Regions from separate parts of the Gossypium hirsutum genome. Here region 1 is linked to region 2. The links are chromatin contacts, called in public Hi-C maps. All regions are on one chromosome and are shown on one strand. Each heading gives the region's core, a stretch centred on a gene start, on an enhancer-like site or on the middle of the called end of the contact. The rest is flanking DNA. Distances are from core to core; before and after follow the strand shown. Region 1 holds the start of LOC107911002 (DNA ligase 6). Region 2 holds the start of LOC107892002 (leucine-rich repeat extensin-like protein 3).

Region 1 (2,700 bases), core at 2-2,501, 240 kb before region 2:
CAAATGTATCCTTAGTTTGCACTGCAAATTTATTCCGCTTGACTTCATAAGTCCACCCAGTCGGCACAAATCCGACAACCTTCTCATACCCTCTTTCCACCATAACCTCTTCCATTATCACAAAATTCGGCCTAAAGTACGGCCAAGTTTCACCTAATACACTCCAACCAACAACGTGAACATCACTCTCACTCTCATCTTCAGTAAAAACTTCACCATCCCCATACCCCAGAACACGCAAAATCTCCATTTTCCTCCCATCAACACATATCTTGGTCTTACATCTCCGTGCAACCTCAACCAAAATCTTCTCTTTCCCAGCAACATAAGTAGCAATAAGAAACAAAACCCTCCTTTTCCCAAATTCCTTTCCTATCCTATCTACCACACTAACCACATAATCAATCGATTCTTCTTGAGAAGGAAATATACATTTCGGATCACAGTATGTAGTATCTAAAAATATGGCATCACAACCAACAAATCCAATCAAATAACTATTCAACTTCATCGAATTGCAGTAACGAAAATCGCCTGTGTGAACATACCTTTCAAAGATCCCATTTTTAGTGGGAACTTTGAATAATAACTGGACTGACCCAGGGCAATGATTGGCGTCGATGAGAATGACCTCGCAGCCATCTACTAAAACGGGGTCGTTCAAAGGCAAAGCGAAGACGAAACGGGGTGGGATTTTAAGGGTTTGGATGAGAAGGAGGGAAGTGAGGTGGGAACAAAAGATGATGCCTTTTGACCAGGAGGGACAGAGGCCGAAATACTGATCGGAGTGGAAGTGGGAGAGGAAGTAAGAGGCGGAGAAAGCTGTGAAGGGGTGGCGGAAGGAATCGATGAGGAAGCGAGTGTGGGGGATGAAATTGGAGGGAGGGAAAGAGGAGGGAATTGGGGGAAAAGAAAGCGTGGAAGTGGTGGAGTTTAGGGCAGTGAGGTAGAGTTGGGTGGAGTCTAGGGTCAAGGTTTTGACTCTCTCATTGGCGGTGGCTGTGGCCGCTGATTGAGCGGACATCGGCGGTGTGTCGTAGGGTGGTGTGGGGTCAATTATAGGAGAAAAGGGGGCATTTTTCTTTTAAATGGATTTGGAAATTTTTTGCGATGCCGATTTGGGAGGTGTTGCGGTTGCCACTTGCAAGTGGCGGAGGCTCACTGGCGCCAAAGCGATAGTTTTTTTGTTGTTATCATTTTGTTATTTTTCCTCCAAATTATTGAGAGTGAATCGTAGGAAATAAATAAGATAAACTTGAAAGAGAACATTTGTATACTAATAAAACTAAAAATCATATATTACTTGTATTGATTGATTCGAATATTAATGTAAAATTAATGTAAATATAGGAAGGTATAGAACGGTTGTATTGAAACACATTATAATCTTATTTATAGATTAAAATTATAATATATTTTAAATATTATATCAAAAAAATTTAAAACATATAAATTATGTATAATAAAATTAAAATATATAAAAATTCAAATTCAACTCCATAAATATTTTTATTATCTTTTTAAATAAAAAATTAAAATAGTTTTGAATAATATATTTTATTTTAATTATAAAAGAATATTTTTGTAAATTTTTTTATCTAAATTAGTACTAGAATCAATGCCACAAGAGCTTAAATAAAAATATAAATAGAATAATTAGTGAATAAATAATGTGATCTTACTTTTCAGAAGTGATGTTAAAAGCACGTTGTAGCCTTGCCTTGAGGGCGACATGATCAAGAAGAACAACATATCATGAGAAATTTACTTGAAATCAAATATTAAAATAAAAAATTCGATCTTCAGTTTGACTCTTCTGAACGGGTAAAACGGACAGACAAATTTTGATGACAAAAGTCGAACAATAATTCCAGAAAAGATTAGAAATACACAAGTATTATCGGATACAAACAATTTGGTCTTGGAAGCCGTACAGTCCACTACTCATTTCTACAACAAATAAATCATGTATCTAGCTATCTAATCTAGGACCGTCTTGCAAAAGAATCAAAAGGAAAACCCTACACCCCCCCCCCCAAACCACCACCTGAATTAATTTCTGGCGAATAATTACATTTATATTTTAATACACACTAGCTGTTCCTACGAGGAAACCTGCACAACTGGGCTCGGACTTTGGCAAATTACAATATATGATTTGCATCATTATGTGGTCAGAAAACTCCACAGCTTCTTTCCTATCGATACTTCACCAGGGTGCTCCAAATTATTCTCCTCCTCTTCATCATTCTCGTCCTCATCCTCATCTTTATGCCCTTCGCTGTGTGATTCACTCTGGTAGTCATTTCCATCACCGTACTCGCCAACCCCTTGAGGTGTGCCATTCACCACCTCACTTAATGCCATGTTGGCATCAAATGTTTTGGTTGCACCAGCATTACCATCTTTGGTGTCTGGACCTGTCTCACCCTGCAACATAAAAGATATATAAAACAAGATTATTTAAACATAGTGAAAATCATTAAGACGAGTTTTATAAATCATCAAAATCTGAAATGGTGAAGTTCAACTTTAGAACATGAGCCTTGTATCATTAATATTTATGATGATATCATGAAATCATGTCATCGACTGTTCAGAACAGAAAACCAACGAAGACCATGCCATGCATAGATAATTTACTCAACTAACGAGTCAAAGCATTCTGTCAAGTGACAACTAACGTAAATTTGTAGCAGA
Region 2 (2,744 bases), core at 176-2,675:
TTGATAATCATCAGAAGAGTGGCTAGATTGTGACAGGTTTTAGTGGAGAATCATTACTTATAGTACACAATTAAGGAGAGGATTTCTTTGGTGAAGTAGAGGCAGAGGCAGGGGGGATACCAGGGAAAGGCGGTATAGGTGGGAAATGGAATGGGGGAAGAGGAAACGGGAAGGTTGGTGGAGGTGGAGGTGGTGGCGATGGTGGTGGAGTTAGTCCTGGAATCGGTGGAAGATGAAACCATGGTGCTGGAGGTGCTGGAGGTGCCGAAGGAGGCTGGAAGGGGTTTGGGATAAATGGAGCTGGAGGTGCGGGAGGAGGCTGGAAAGGGTTTGGAATAAGTGGAGCCGGTGGTGCGGGAGGAGGCTGAAAAGGGTTTGGAATAAGTGGAGCCGGTGGGGCTGGAGGAGGCTGAAAAGGGTTTGGAATAAGAGGAGCTGGAGGAGGCTGAAAGGGGTTTGGAATAAGTGGAGCTGGAGGAGGCTGAAATGGGTTTGGAATAAGTGGAGCTGGTGGTGGCAGTATGGGAGGAAGCAACGGAGGAGGCTGAAAGGGGTTCGGAGGAAACAGGGGAGGAGGGAAAAAGAATGATTCAGGGTGGCCAAGGACAGCCTTTTCTCCATTTGCTTCTTTTGGTTTTGTTCTACACAGGTTTGGTTGTTTTAGAGGCTTGAAGCTGAAAGTCCCAGCTGAAAACACACGAGTTCCATGCTTCCCCGACACCAGACGGAGTGCAGACGAAGCTGGTATTGAGGCCACCACATTACAATCTGGTTCACTGCTTTTAATCAATTTCACTGAACATCCATTGATTTTCTTCACCCTTCTACTAACTGAGAAAGGCAATCGAAGTTCGAATTCACCATGCTCATTGGTTTTCACTTCCTGCACGAAACCTGGCCTTGAAGTCCCTTCTTTACATTCCACTGCAACTGATGCACCTGCACACAAAACCACCCCAATTCAGACTAACTGATGGAGATGGAAGCCTTATACAAGTTTGGCAATGGAATTAAACCTGAAATGGAATGGCTGGTCCTAGAGAACTCCTCTTGGGAACATGTAGTATCACAGTACACACTTCCAACAACAACTGCAGATTTCTTCCGATGATGATGATGATGGGCATGGCTACCCTCTGACAAATCTATAACTATGGAACTCGACAATATTATTATAAGGGAAAACCAACACATTTTTCAAGTCTCTTTTTATTTTCTAGGAAGTTTGTCGATAACAATTATTTCAAGGATATGGTGTTTATAAATAACTCCCCCTCTACTTCTATTTTCTTCTTTATTTAAAAATAAAATAAAGGAGATCATAATTGGGATATTAAGATTAAAAATGTGATAAGTTAAACCAAAATATTTTATTCATTTTGGGATGAACAGGGGTCCCTGTTGGTTCACGAGACCTTTAAAACGGCCACAAGAGGATTATTTCACGTGGCCTCACTCTCAGTACTCTCATGCCATGACAAAAATTGTTGTCAAACTCGAAAATGAAAGTTGTAATACTTTTAAAATAAATTAACTAATTTAATCATTTGCCAAAAGTCTTAGATCAGATGTTTTTCAATGTTATTTTGCCAAACTGTGCATGTGAGTTGTAGGACATCATAATAATTGATTCCTTTCAGATTTTACATTCAAGACTCAGATTGTTCGGAAAGAAATAATTTAAGATTAAGAGCAGCGGATTTGAGTAAAACTTGCATTTTTCCTTCACGGGTATCAGAAACAGAAACATATTCACTCTTGTCTTGTTTCTTACAAGACAAGGTAAGCTCTAGAAGTAGTATCCTATAAATATATTGTAATTATATGGATACTATGATCCCATGCTTTGCCAGAAACTGATAGGAACAAAAAAAGAGTTGCGAGACATTCCATTCAAGTCAACAATTATGTCTCAGAATCATTGTTTTTATAAAAGAAATTAAATGGTATCGTAAATGGGAGATGATAGATTTTTGGTTAGTATTCACCGTCTTGTTTCTTCCATTCCAAAGTCCTCATGTCATTATTATGATGTAAAGCTTAACTTTGATTTGCTTGTGCAAATAATAAAGTGTGGTATGGTCATTACATACTTCCCACACCATTCACAAGCTCACCTCTTTTGCCAAATCACTCTCCTGTTTAACTTTTTTAAGAAAATGCATGGAGGAGAATGACAGCTTTTAGGAGTGGGAGGTGTTATTGGTTATCTGGAGACTTAGCCCTGCAAGGATGTAAACAATGAATTATAAAGCTCGTAATTGTTATTCTGGTATTTAAGTCGATGGAAAGAGACGTGGAGTTGATAGGAAAAATTCTGTTTTAGAAGACGGTCATATTTTCATTTATAGCCAACCTGGGCCTTCATACTTTTGTAGCCCAGCTCTGTATTTCTCCATTCCCAATACTGCTGTAGCTTAACCTCTAACGTTTCAATGAGGGGACATTTTGCTTTGGGCCTTTTGGGCTCTTATACTTTACTCTTTCACTGCTAGTTTACCATTAATATTGTAAAGTTGTGTGAAAAAAAAGTGTTTTTAAAAATATTGATAGTGTTTACTGTTATTATTAAAATGATAAACTGTTAAAATATTCACTTCTGATTGTTTCAAGTTACATTTTAGTCATTTATATTTGAAACGTTACATTTTAGTCATTTACGTTATCGTGTTGTAGCATTTTAGTCATTGAGCCGTTAATTGCCATTAACGGTGTAATAGTAAGCTGACGTGGCATGTTAAATA

The links. Hi-C and Micro-C count contacts between places; a contact is called where the count stands out from the background.
Region 1: a contact with region 2 is called in a Hi-C map of leaf, with 2.8 times the contacts expected there. The contact joins the promoter of LOC107911002 here to the promoter of LOC107892002 in region 2. A contact is called at or near these places in 2 of 34 Hi-C or Micro-C datasets (both in leaf).

The regions. Positions count from the first base shown.
Region 1 is chrA11:21,378,267-21,380,966 of Gossypium_hirsutum_v2.1, reverse strand. It overlaps LOC107911002 (DNA ligase 6), which reads right to left and starts at 1,251. Exons shown (of 3, transcript XM_041081338.1): 1 at 1-1,251. The coding sequence starts at 1,024. It overlaps LOC107912700 (protein CROWDED NUCLEI 1), which reads right to left. Exons shown (of 8, transcript XM_016841003.2): 8 at 1,861-2,430. The coding sequence ends at 2,167.
Region 2 is chrA11:21,139,656-21,142,399 of Gossypium_hirsutum_v2.1, reverse strand. It overlaps LOC107892002 (leucine-rich repeat extensin-like protein 3), which reads right to left and starts at 1,425. Exons shown (of 2, transcript XM_016816955.2): 1 at 1,017-1,425; 2 at 1-939. The coding sequence starts at 1,194. The coding sequence ends at 71.